Linked DNA regions of Sus scrofa: region 1 is linked to region 2. A link is a contact called in public HiChIP or PLAC-seq data. All regions are on one chromosome and are shown on one strand. The core of a region is the stretch at or near the end of the contact, and the rest is flanking DNA. Distances in the headings are between cores, read along the strand shown.

Region 1 (6,512 bases), core at 3,786-6,285, 190 kb before region 2:
GAAGTTCCCTGCTAGGGGTCCAATCAGAGCTGCAGCTGCCAACCTACACCATAGCCACAGCAATGCCAGATCCCACCCACATCAGAGAACCACACTGCAGCTTGGAGCAGCACTGGATCCTTAACCCACTGAGCAAGGCCAGGGATCAAACCCTGCATCCGCATGAATACTAGTTGAGTTCTCAACACGCTGAGCCACAACAGGAACTCTCAAACTGCTACTTCTAAATGTATCTTTCCCCTTTATCCACTGGACTTGACCCCCTGACACCTTTTCCTTTTTTCTGTCATCTGGCCACTCCCTGACCACTCCCTGCTCATCAAGAGCTTTAGAGCTCAGCTGGCTTCCTTCTCTTCACTCTTATTCTTTGACCTTCTTGGCAATTTGAACAGTTCTCTGCCCTGGGAAATTTTTTACTACTCAACTGAGAGCCTGTGCCCTTCACTCCACCTCGGCCATCCACACTCTCAGGCTTCATCACTGATAACAACACGCCCTGCTAAATCTCAATGTCAGTCATGCGCTTCTCCACCCACCACCTCCACCCCTCCCAGGGGATGGGCTCAGGTCAGGTCTCTGCTCCAAGCCTCTCTTGACCACCTAGGGACCACTGCATTGACCTTACCACTTACCACCACTCCACCCGCTCTTATGTCCTCTTCTCCCTCCATCTTAGAAGTTTGATCTAGAAGTTTCCTACCCTCTTTTTTCACCCTCTTAAAACTCCAATCTTCTTAACCAAATTATCCACCTACTTTGAGCTAAAGTTCATGGTTTTTTTTGGCATACAGAAGTTCTGGGGCCAGGGATCACACCCCTGCTGCAGCAGTGACAATGCCAGATCCTTAACCTATGGGTTACCAGGGAACTCCCAAACATCTCACTTTAAATTCGTAATGACTAACCTCAACTCAGCACTGCCCAGCACGCCGACCCTATTTCTCTAGGATATTTGTTTTCTCTTTCTCCAACATAAATATTTCAAAACTTCTCCTGATTTTCAACCACATGTCCCTTACACAATCTCTGCTAATGACTTTCACTCATTCCTGAGTAAAAAACAAAGCAAAACAGAGCTCAGGAATCAAATGACACTAACCTCATCTTCCTACCACTAAAGCCACTCAAAACCCATTTTTCTTCTCTCTTGAAACGATGGAAGAATTGCCCCGGCCCCTCGCTGGACCATTTTTTCCATGTTTACTCTGGATCTCATCCCCACTCAAGGAACTTGCTCCTATAATTTTCCCTTCTCTCTTGGGTTGCCCCTTCACAACTGGATAATTCCCATTGGTTCACATAGATGCTTTAATATCACTCATATAAAAAAACTTTGTTTTAACCCTTCACTCCCACACTGGCCTCCAGCTACTTCCCTTTCTCTGCAATCTTTCACAACCCAACTCCTCAAAATCATCTATACTCGGGGCATCTACTTTCTTACCTTCTTTTCTCAACCTACTTTTTGAGATTTCTTTCCTTATACCCATCCTCCAGGAAAAACTTGGGTTTTTATCAAGTCTTGGAAACAATGGTCAATTCCCTGTTCTCATATTGCCCAATCACTTTGACTTCCTTGGCTACTTCCTTTTTGCACCCACTTTCCCTGGATTTCCCAGACACCGTGCTCCCTTGGCTTCATTCTCACCTCACTGGCTGTGCCTCTGTTTCACTTGTCGGCTCCTTCTTCCCAGATGGCTCTCTCAGTGTTGGAATACTCTGGACCCTGTCCTTAGCCTTCGTCTCTTCCCTATCTGCACTGCCTCCCAATGTCATCTCCTCCAGTTTTGTCACTATGAACAGTCCCTGTAGATTGCTAACTCAAAAATCTGTACCTACAACCCAGACCTTTGTACTGAGATGCAGACCCAGACATCCAGCTACTCCTCAGCACCTCAAATTTATCCAATCCTAAGGAGAACTCTTGATTCACCCCCAAACCAGGCGTGTGCATATCACCAAGTGGAAACCCCATATATGGTATCCATATATACCTCATCACTAAGGCCAAATGCCTCCTTCTCTCATCACTTACATCCCATGCTCAGCAAGTGCAACATATATTTTTCAAATCCAAGCCACTTCTTAGCATCTCCACCAAGACTCCAGTCCCCGCTGCCACCACACCTCACCCACAACATGGCAACAACCCCCCTCCGATCCCTCTTCTCCCACTCCTGTCTCGCTATAACTCAACTCCTGAAGATCAGCCATAGAGAATTTCTCCAAGAGTAAGTGTGCTCAGTGTCACTACTCTATCTAAATCTCTGATAGCTTCTTGCGGCAATTAGGATAAAATACAAACTCTCTCAGGGTAGCTCACCAAGCCCTCTGTGATCTGACCCTTCATTAATCTAGTACATCTTTGTTATAGAGATGGAATATTCTCCTTCCCACTGTGCCTTTTCTCACACTTCTGCTTTTTTCTCTCTCTCTGTTTTTATTATTTTATTTTATTTTCTCCAGTTTTATTGAGATATAATTGACATTTATGTCAAACCATCACATTGTGCACCTTTGTCATTAACTGGTGAGGAATTGCCCATGACATAAGGCATCACCATCACCAAAACACCCTTCTTCTCTACTCACTTCTCTTGGATTGAAAATGCTGAGGATAGGAGAGAAATAAGGTTTGATGTGTCCTGGATCTATATACAGGGGCGGGCAGATGGTGGAGTTGGTTGTAGAAATGCCCAACTATCCTTAAACATTCTCTGTTCCATAATTTAAGTCCTGATTATACCCTGCATGGAAGACCGTACAAATACTGCTAAATCCAGCTCCATCTACCTGATAATTAGTAAGAGTCTCTCAAATTCCGGTATTATGTTGTCATTCCAATTTATTTTAAATCTATGTAAAACTTACAGCCCTGACTCAAGTATACCAAACCCATTTTCCTTCATTTCTCTGATAGTAAAATAGTTTGAAATCCCCATACCTGCCAATGGTGAAAATTCAGCCTCGCCAATAAAAACCAACTCAATGACTTCTTATCTAAAGCTTCATCTTTGGGGAAGTAAATACCCATTCAAGTTCTGGATTCCCCCTTGCCCCTTCTTCCCTCCTCCTTTCTGGGAAACATCTAAATTCCAGGGGTCTTAGGACCCAGCTTTAGGGAAAGGAGCATGTGGGGTACCTATTTGCATTTGTCTTCAGTGTCCCTGTGTCTTGTCCAGTCTGTTCTTCGTGTCGCATCAGATTCTGCATCAGCCACATCACTGCTCATGTCGAAGCCTCCAGGCCCTCAGCCATCAATCTGCTCACCCAGTGCCCTTTGGTAGAACTATAAGCCCTTTTAAATCAGACGTCTCTCAACTCTTACATCTTAATCCCATTCGGATGTCCTGGAAACTCTTGGCTATTTTCCTTGACCATCTTGATATGCCTTCAATTGTAAAGTAGCCCCAGCTTAAATAATTAGCCACTTTTCTTGGAAATTGCTCTCCACTATTCCTGCACACTGCCACTCACTGTCACATAGGGCATAGGGCCTCTCCAAGCATCTGACACTCTCCCAGAGACATACTGTGGAATTAAATCCCAAGCCTTTCTGCCGTGGAGTAATTCTACAGTCTCTCCACCAATAGGTGGTGTGGGGGAAGGGAAGGGCTCTTGCTACCTGCCCCTGAAATCTCCCTCTCCACCTGACTGACTTAGATAGGAAAGCTGCTCACTTTCTTCACTTTCTCTTTCCTCCACTTTGGCCTATGATATAAATCCATGTTTGTGGTCTCTCGATACACAAAGCTGATATTTTATCATTTTAAAAGTGGCCTTTGTTCTACCTGCAACACCTGGCTCTCCGCCTACAGACTTTGGTATAAATTTACAGACGTCTACAAAGAAGCTCAAGAATAATGAATGTGACTCTTCCAGGATGTATCCTTCCCGAGATTCACTGAAATCCTGGATGATGAAGGTGAAAAGAAATGAGTTCAAATAATTCTAGGGATGGGGAGAAGGGAGAAGCAATACCTTAGCCTCTTTAAAATATCATCCCCTGCTACACCGCTTTTTTATTTATTTCATAGATCTTTCTATTTTTCTGCACCTTCCGAGGAATTTCCCTGGGAAGATAAAAGGCTACATCAGGGGCTGTCAACCAGTTTTGATTTTTAACTGAAGGTCTTGTGTGTTTATTTTTTTAGTGGAAGCAATTTTTTTTCTTCTATTTATGGCTGCCCCTGTGGCATATGGAAGTTCCCAGGCTAGGGGTCAAATTGGTGCTGCAGCTGCCAGCCTACACCACAGCCACAGCAATGTTGGATCTGAGCCACATCTGCCACCTACACTGCAGCTTTTGGCAATGCCAGATCCTTAACTCACTGAGCAAGGCCAGGGATCAAACCCTCATCTTCACAGAAACATCAGGTCCTTAACTCGATAAGCCACACTGGAAGCTCTGAAAGCAAATTTCACATACAGGGGAAGTTCCCATTGTGGTGCAGTAGAAATGAATCCGACTAGTATCCATGAGAATGCAGGTTTGATCCCTGGCCTCGCTCAGTGGGGTAAGGTGGTGTAGGTCACAGATGCAGCTCAGATCCTGCATTGCTGTGGCTGTGGCATAGGCCGGCAGCTACAGCTCTGATTCAACCCCTAGCCTGGGAACTTCCCTATGCCACGTGTGATGCCCTAAAAAGAAGAAAAACAAAACAACAACAAAAAAAAAAAAAAAAACACCTACAGGAATTTTCTTTCCTCTCTGGCATTTTCTCCATGGAGACTTTACCTGAGCTTAAAGAGCAAGCAACCAAACCAGAGCTAGAGGTGCAAGTACCAAAAAGAAGCGGAGGGAGGTCTGTCCAAAGTGAACTTTGTCTCCCTCTCAGTGCGCTCCAAGCCAAGCCTGGTTTTTTCAAAGCATTAGAGAGCGGGTGTATCTGTTCCTACTGTAATGAACTACCACAAACTGGGTCACTTAAGGCAACAGAAATGTATTCTCTGACAGTTGTGGAGACTCGAAGCCTGGAATCAGGGTGTCAGCAGGTTCAGTTCCTTCTAGAGGCTCTGTGGGAACCTGCCCCGAGCCTCTCTCCTGGTTTCGGGTGGCTGCCAGACATGCTCAGCCCTAGCTGGCTGGCAGCTTCCTCACCCCAATCTCTGCCCATCTCCATGCAGCCTCCTCCTTTCTGTGTGTCTGTGTCTCCACATCGCCTCCTTCTAAGGACACCAGTTCTGGATTTAAGGCCCACCCGCATCCACCATGACCTCATCTTAACTCATTACTTCTGCAAAGACCCTCTTTCCAAATAAAGTCCCATTCTGAATTTCTAAAAGTATGTGAAGTTAGACAGAGGTATATTCGACCTAGTACAAGTGGGAAAAATATCTTGAGGTTGCTCGGTGATAATACGTGGAAGGGAGTTCCCACTGTGACTCAGCCATAATGAACCTGACTAGTAACAATGAGGATGCAGGTTCAATCCCTGGCCTCACTCAGTGGGTTAAGGATCCTGTGTTGCAGTGGCTGTGGTGTAGGCCGGAAGCTGCAGCTCCTATTCAACCCCTAGCCGGAGAACTTCCATATGCCGCAGGTGCCCTAGAAAGCAAAAAGAAAAAAAGAAAAAAATCATGGCAGTATTTTTCCAGAAGCTCCCAGGTGAACCTTTCAGTAGATTCAGACTGGGAAGTCAAGAGGGGCAGTGGATTAGAGAAGTGGAGTCATGTTCTCTCAGCACAAATTTTTAGGTCAAGGGGACTTTTGAAAACATAGATGGCTAGCATAGGGTTTTTAGGATGATTGCCATTCTCACTTTTTCTAGCATCTATGACATCTAGACCTCTTTCATCTTCCTCTCTATCTAGTCAGTATCTGCCATGAAAATGAACTAGATTAGACTTCAAAACTTGGCTTGAACTCTTATTATTATCATTTACCATCTGCTTGACCCTAAGCAAATCACTTCCCTGAACCTCAATATCCTCAACTGTAAAATAATTAAACTTCTAAAGACTTTTTTGTAAGTTTCTGACATGTTTAACCTCTGAAGTTATTAAAAATTAAAACTACTAAAACTTTCAATACAATGTTGCATTGTATTGAAGAAGCAAGGCAGTGTGTCATATCAGAGAAAAATGCCTATCCAGAATAGTTAAAATACAAAAAACTATTTTGGTGTTTTAAGAAATAACTTCTTGTTGCCTAGAAATGCAACTGCTACATGCAGCACATATTTATCTGTATTGGCCGATGTTCTGGGTCAGCAGATAGAATGGCTGTACTGTGAGCGAGTGTGCACACAACTGAGAGCCCAGGGAATATCTCTCTGATTAGGCCTCAAATGCCCCATAGTGTTGCTGAAATCTCTGCTGTCTCTGTACAGCAGTGCCAAATAGAAGCCAGGAGACAGAGGTGGAGGAAACAGAAAAAGCAGTTTTAACTGCCCAGCAAAGAGGGGAACACAGCAGGCTAGTGCCTCAATGACTGTGGCCCCCCACCTTGGAGGAGGTAGTGAGGAGTCTTACGGTGTGTGAGGAGCAGGGCATGATCAGCTCTTGGACAT
Region 2 (7,468 bases), core at 246-2,745:
ATCTTTCCAATTACCTTATCTGACCTCACCTGAAATGACGGATGTGATTGCAACAGTTTCATTCTGTGAAGTAGCACTCTTTCCACCCCCCACTGAGCTGAGGCCTCTGCAGCCCTACCAGAACTTATCATTTTTTTTTAAAGCTAATCACCTGCAGGTTTCTGAGACAAGTGGAATGGGTTTCTGCCACCTCCCTTCTGCAGAGTAAGCAAAAGCTTCACCAGGTGACTAGCAGGAGACTGCAACCTGGTCCCCCCACAGTTCTGGGCATCCTTCTCAACGGGGGAGGGAAGGTTTCCTGTGGGTGGCGCGTCCTATGAAGCAGAAACTGGCAAATGCATCTTGCTGAGAAAAATTTCTTTAAATCTTGATAAGTTGTCGCTTGGCTGGATGGGACTGATGGCAAAAGCAATATCCCAAAGCAGTGAACACTAGGTCAGAACAAGGCTTGGCACTTGGGAAATCCCCATGGAATTTATAGGTTGGCACAATGAGGAAGAGTTTGTTTTCAATTTTTGTGCTTCAAGATGGATCTATGTCATTGAGAAAAGAGGAGTCAGCATTATTCCAAAAAAATCTTTGTTTTCTAACTATTCCAATCTTTCCCAAAAAGGTTTTAAAATTTCAGAACCAAATTTCCTTTCAAAACCAAGTCAGGCTTAAGGCATCCACCTGTAAGAACTGATTATATTCAGGAACACCCAATTCCTCTTTTTGAAATTAGATATTTGTGTTATTAAAGGCAAAATGATCAGTTTGGCTCCTGAGTGAGATGGAGATGGGAGCAGAGGTGGAGAAGGGAGAGTATTACAAAATGGTAAAGTACAAGGGAGAAAAAAAAAAAAAAAAAAAAGGAAATAAAAATAGACCAGTAAGGGAAAACTGAATGGAAGAGGTTCCTTTGTTTATTTTAACAGTGTTTGCCATTCCAGGAGGCTTGGTGAAGTTCTTTCCTTCAATGCTTGGCCTTGGACCAGCATTTGAAAAGTCTTAGATCTCTGGAAAGGAAGATTTGGACAACAAAGTTGTTTTATCTGGGAGGGTAACTAGTTTACTCAAGGGTTCCAGGACTTTGGTTTTGATGTTATTACCTTGGCCTAAGTTTCTCTGTCCCAGGCAGTCCTGGCTGTGTTTACTGATTTAGGAAACAGGGAGCCTGGGGGTGGGGGAGGGCTTCTCTCTGGTGCTGCTGCCACACTCAGAAGATCCCCTGACTCCCTGGGCACCTTGAAGACAATAAATGCGGAGAAAAGTCAAGCATTTTTTTTTTAAAGGTCCCATCTCTCGACACTCATAAGAGGGAAATAACACTTCGCTAACTTACTCCCCAAATAGACACCGCCGTGGATGTTCTGCCAAGGAGTGATGCGAAAGTGTGTTCCAAAGTGAAATGTAAGCTTGGCCCGGTGCCCAGCTCTCGGCTGTATTCTGCACAGAGCGCTGCAGGCTGGCGAAGCAAAGGAGCACATTTCTCTCCATGTGACGGCGCGAGCCAGGCAGCCCAAGCAGATTTCTTTGTGTTAATAAAATGTGATCTCTAGACTGTACACACCAGCAGCCCTGGGGAAACATGAGCCAACGAGAAGGACCCAAGGAAACCCATGGCCCTGGCTGAGAAGGGACCGCAGGTGTCGGCAAACTTGGTTGTACTGAGGAAAGGCATCCAGGCCCGGCAGGTGCTGAAGGAACACAGGGTCAGAGGTGGAAGGCGGGTCAGGGCGCAGGTGAACACTGATTAAGACACAAAGACAAACACCATCCTGTGCCAAGGCTCGTTCTTTCTTCACAGGTCACAGGCGCAAGTCCTCCAGGGACACCTTCTCAAGATTTGGAGCTGACCCACGGTACAGATCACCCCAAGTAGGGCAGGAATTTGGCTCCTGGGTTAAACTGTGGGTACTCTGGTCTGGTGGAAGGTGTGGCAAACAGACATAATTCCAAGAGCTTGCATTCGTGGGCAGCTCCCACTCTATCACAACTGTGGCCTTGGCCTCCTCTGACACCAGGAGGGGGTCACTGCTCAGGGTCTCAAGCCTGTCCATTTACATCTTTGGGGCAGCAAAGTGGAGGGGGTGCGGTCATAGGCTGAGGAGGAAAGTGGGGACTAGTAGCTCTGCTCTCTGGGCCCCTTTCAACATATTAGATCCCATCATCCCCAGACTTTCCAAGTTACGGTGCTCTCCAGCCGTCTGGATCTTCCCAATCTGGAGAGTGTTAGGGCTGGAAGGTACGGGGGCGGGGGGGGGGCAGAGGCCGAGTGCCAGGTCGCCAGGAGCTTCTGAACCTCTCAGGGACTGGGCTGGAGACTGCAGGAGTTTAAGAGCCAGCGGGCTCCTCTGGCTGAAGGGAGTGGAAGGTCCTAGAAGACACTGCTCTTCCCCCCCCCCCCCGCCCCCCAGCGCAGCAGCAGCCCAGCCCTCAGGGTCCTTGACCATGGGGTATGCAATCAGCCATAGCCAGCTAATTACGGGCAGCTGAGTTGATGAGCACCTCCCAGGCCCAGGTGAGCCTTCACCTTGGTTAATCTGCAAACCGGTTAATCAGCCTCAGGATATTTGAGTTAATCGTGTGCACAGCTCAAGTGCAGTCACTGGAAACAGCAGGAAACTGCAGTAGCAGGGGATGGTAGGTCCACTCTCAGGGAACTCTTTGCTAGACTTTCCATTGACAATGTTTAACCTTGAGCCCACTTCACCCACTGCTCCAACCCCTCCTGCAACCTACCCCTTGTCATAGCGACCCAGGTGCCTGGGAGCACACAGTAAGTGCCCAACAAATGGCAACTATTATTAATCCACTGGTGTCGTTCATGGATTTAAAGTTAGGGGACTAGGAGGTCTCCAAGCCACCTGGCTAGCTAGGGGACACATACTGGGACAGCTGTGAAAAGTACGACACTCCCCCTCAAGGGTGCTTTACAGAAAGAAAAATCCGCAGAGTTCAAACATCACTAGGAAAGCAGATCGACAGTACAAAAACATAAAAAAGCACATTCCAAAACCGAAGAGAAATAAGCTTCAGAATGACTTGCATGGATAACTGAGGGTCATCCCCAATTTTAAGTAGACGAGTAAATTCTTCAATGCCCTCTTAAGGAAAGTGACAGAACTTGTGTTTTAAATGTCAGGCATCAGTGTGTGAAGTACGAGGGCCCAGACTCCTGGTCCTTTCAAGGCCGGGTTTCCAGGGAGTCCGCAGCATGATCACTGGCCACACAGCTTGCCAGGCTCTGTGGTTTGTGGCTGCCTCTGTTGAGTAGCAAGCACCCCTAGGATGTGCTCCACTGGAGTATCCGCAGGCACCTGACAGGGACTGTTGGCATCACCGCTTCCCTCGACCTCATAACTCCTGTCCTGGGACCACGGTGCAGAATCAACGGACTTCCCTCCCTCCATCTGGGAAGCCGACCAGGCTGCGTCTCCCACTGAGAGCAAAAGAGTGCATGCCAGGGGCTTGGAAAAACACTTTTCCAGGACACCGGAAACAGCACTGGCCTGACTCTTTGATCTTTTGCCCACTGGAGGGCCACTGTCCTGAAGGATCTTCTCAACCTGCTCTGTCAGGACAGCAAATACCTGGCACAAATAACGGTCCCAACTAAGCCCAGGGCAGACATTCCTCATCAATCACAGAACTCTTTCCACTGAGCCCAGACCACGTTTCGGTCTCTGAAATGACATTCCAGGCACCTACTAATCCACTGAAACTGGCTGAGGTGAAACCTACAGCACGGAGAGCTCCTTCAAACCGGAATCCAGCCACCCAGAGGTGCAAACCGAGAACATAGCTGGCCACTGCCCTTCTAGAAAAGCTGCATCAAAGCCAGTGCAGGGCCTTGGGGTTTTCCTTTTTTGCTTTTATAGAAATTTTATTGTCTGGCTAATAAAACACGCTTTTAGAAAAATCTAACCCTTGGAGCAATGATTCCAGCCAGATAACTTGCTTTCAGGGTTACTCTGGAAGGCTGAACACCAGAAAGAAGCCAGCAGTTCCCATTCAGAATGAAGACCACTTTTTAAGGAAGCAACCAGCTTTAATACTATTGCCTTCCCCTCCCTCCTGCCCCCACAACCTCGCAAAGGTGTCAAATGTCTTTTGCTTTTCAGTCTTAGTTTTTTGTTTCCTTTTTTTTTTTTTTTTTTTGGTCTTTTTGCCTTTTCTACGGCCACTACTGTGACATATGGACGTTCCCAGGCTAGGGGTTGAATCAGAGCTTTAGCCACCGGCCTACACCAGAGCCACAGCAACTCAGGATCCGAGCCTCATCTGCAACCTACACCACAGCTCATGGCAACACCAGATCCTTAACCCACTGAGCAAGGCCAAGGATCGAACCGAAACCTCATGGTTCCTAGTCGGATTCGTTAATCACTGAGCCACGACGGGAACTCCTTGTTTGTTTCCTTTTTATGGCCACACCTGTGGCCAGGCTAGGGGTTGAAGGGGAGCTACAGCTGAGGCCTACGCCACAGCCATGGCAACACCGGATCCGAGCCACATCTGCAACCTACACCGCCGCTCGTGGCAACACCAGATCTTTAACATGCTGAGCAAGGCCAGGGATGAAACCTGCATCTTCACAGAGACTACGCAGGGACCTAAACTTGTTGAGCCACAGTGGGAACGCCAACAATCTTAGTTTCTGAACTCTACCATCCTTTATGAGTGACAGAATATCAGACCTTTAATCCACTGGCTAGTGTGAGTGCAGTACCCCAAGTATCACCCCAAGAAGACTTACATTTTTTGCATCAAAATTTGAATATTAGTCTTCCAGTTCATAGTAGCCTTAGAATACAGGATCACAGAGCTAGCACAGCACCCACATTTGACAGATAAGAAAACTGAGGGCTTGAGAGATTCAGGGATATCTCCAGAGGTCCAGTCCAGAACCTAGACTGGTTGGTCCAAAATTGTGTGCTCTTTACAAATGGCCTACCTTGAGACTGCTATGTGTGTTCCCCTCTCGCCACCTAAAACACAACGGAAATAACAATGCTAACCCAGTTTATACTTTGATTTGACTTTGGTTTGGTCGATTTTCTAATTGGTTATCTTATAGCTATGACATATTTGTAAGTCAGAAAGACATAGACTATTCCCATCTTACATATGAAAAAATGAAGCCCAGAGAAGTTGACAACTTGCTTAAGATAATTAACAGCACAGCTGAGACTATACAGATACCAAAAGAAGCATCATAGGGCTTGCAAAGACTCAGCCCAGCAACTCAGAAACCTAAAAGTGAGATTCCAAAAATATGAACTCCAAGTACATTCTAGAAAGTGATGTGTATTTTATTTTAGGGCCGCACCTGCAGCATATGGAAGTTCCCAGCCAAGGCAACACCAAATCTGAGCCACTTCGGCAACCTACACCACACCTCATGGCAACCCTGGAGCCTCAGCCCATTGAGCGAGGCCAGGGATCAAACCAGCATCCTCATGGTTACTGGTCAGGTTCGTTACCACTGAACCAAAACAGGAACTCCTAGAAAGTGATATTTAAATAGCAGATTCTTACTCTGAGTTAAAATTTACTGAGTGACAGCTCCAGCAGGCACAGTCTCAGGTCTGTTCCCTGATTAGCCCATTTAATGTAATTTAACCCTCACAATGATCATATGAAATAGGCTGTTGTGTTGTAGTTGAGAAAAAGGGCTCAGAATTTAGGTGACTGGACCAGGGTGTCACGGCTTCGCAGGTGACCTCTGACAGCAAATCCAATTTAGTTTAGTGTCTAACAACCGTGTAGGGATGTTATTAGGACCATGTTTCTCCGAATGTCTTTCTCAAAGTTTGTTATTTCTGTCTTAAAATGATTTCATCCTACTCTCCATGGTTTTTGGCCACTGAGATAGGCCAACATTTATTTTTAAGCAGCTTGTAATCAGAATGGAAGGCCTACGATGAAAAGAGAAAACATGCTTTGGCAACGTATCCACAACATCCAATCCTCTTGGGAGCAGACTCAATTCAAGGAACCAATTTCATTTCTAATATGAGTTGATTTCCACAGCCTCTTACATTAAGGGCTTAGCAGCATCCGGGCTTTAACACACAGTGGTTATTGCTGTGACTTCATTTGAATTTATCACATTTAAACCTAGGAGCACTGTGCCCACTCATTATAAAAGCTCAGAAATATTTGGTTGGATGTAAAAACATGTGGAGGGAGCTTCAGCTGGAATCAAATATCCCTCTCAAGAGGGAACATCTTGCCTAATTTTGTTTTTGTTTTTGTTTTTGTCTTTTTGCCTTTTCTTGAGCCGTTCCTGCAGCATATGGAGGTTCCCAGGCTAGGGGTCGAATCGGAGCTGTAGCCACCGGCCTACACCAGAGCCACAGCAACGAGCCAAATCTGTGACCCACACCACAGCTCATGGCAACGCGGGATCCTTAACCCACTGAGCGAGGCCAGGGATCGAACCCGCAACCCCATGGTTCCTAGTTGGATTCGTTAACCACTGTGCCACAACGGGAACTCCCCTGTTTGTTTTTGGTTCTTTTGGGAATGCTTGAGGCATGTGGAAGTTCCCTGGCCAGGGACTGAATCCGCGACACAGCAGAAACAACACCAGCTCCTTAACCCACTGAGCCAACAGGAACGCCTATCCTGCCAGCTTTGATGCTGATGTGCTTTGTTATCCTTAAGACAGGACTGCTGTACCTTTAAAAGGTTAATCCCACCACACCCATATGAACAGTACAAAATGTACTCTATCAAAGCCCATGCCAAGAATGCCACTTCTCTAACCTGGTTGAAAAACAAAGTTGTAACAGGTTAATCCCAATTCTTAAATTAATCAACTTCTAGTTGCCCCTTGGTGTAAAAAGTACTTTCCCACTTTTCTTCCAAAAGAGTAGTCCCTCATGTTTCCATTTGATTTTTATAGAAAGGTTTATTTTTCTTCTCTGCTGACCCTCTGCCACTTTTTCATTTTATAGGGTGAATAAAGGAAGAGTTCCCTTGTGGTGCAGTGGGTTAAGAATCTAACTGCAGCAGCTCAGGTCGCTGCTGAGGCACAGATTCAATCCCCTGTCCAGCGCAGTGGGTTAAGGATCCAGCATCACCGCAGCTGAGGCGTAGGTCACAGCTGGTGCTTGGATTCAATCCCTGGCCTGGGAACTTTCCATGTGCCACAGGTGCAGTCATAAAATTCAAAAAAAAAATAAAATAAAAAAGTGTTTGAGAGAGTTACACCAGGGGAGCAGAAGGCCAGGGGGTTCATTATCATTGGAAACCCATGGCCCTGCCTCCCCCACGCGAGGCATACTGCTAGTCCTCCACTTCACACACAAAGCCACCACCAAAGAGGAAAAAGAAGAAACCCCAGTCACAAATCCTATAGCTTACTGGAAAGGCTTAAGAGCACTAACCGAAACAAATTAAGTCCCATTTCCCCCTTTACCCGCTCAAGGTCTTCCAGGCACAGACTCGGAGGATGGCAAAGAGTATGAAGATGAAA

What was found. HiChIP or PLAC-seq counts read pairs in DNA pulled down with a chosen protein or histone mark.
Region 1: a contact with region 2 is called in an H3K27ac HiChIP or PLAC-seq map of skeletal muscle, with 3 times the contacts expected there. The contact joins two enhancer-like sites. A contact is called at or near these places in 3 of 47 Hi-C or Micro-C datasets (embryonic fibroblasts, epiblast stem cells and skeletal muscle) and 1 of 2 datasets of contacts at active chromatin or transcription factors (skeletal muscle).

Annotation. Positions count from the first base shown.
Region 1 is chr12:31,795,939-31,802,450 of Sscrofa11.1, reverse strand. No RefSeq gene overlaps it. Among named protein-coding and RNA genes, the nearest start is that of MMD, 76 kb to the right of the region's middle. Within about 2 kb of position 5,035, at least 3 of the 83 cell types and tissues checked have an H3K27ac peak or open chromatin away from gene starts, as enhancers often do. A contact at or near this core is called in skeletal muscle, where this site is marked.
Region 2 is chr12:31,604,113-31,611,580 of Sscrofa11.1, reverse strand. The region is part of intron 2 of HLF (hepatic leukemia factor); the gene reads right to left. It also overlaps the pseudogene LOC100736688. Among named protein-coding and RNA genes, the nearest start is that of HLF, 19 kb to the right of the region's middle. Within about 2 kb of position 1,495, at least 42 of the 83 cell types and tissues checked have an H3K27ac peak or open chromatin away from gene starts, as enhancers often do. A contact at or near this core is called in skeletal muscle, where this site is marked.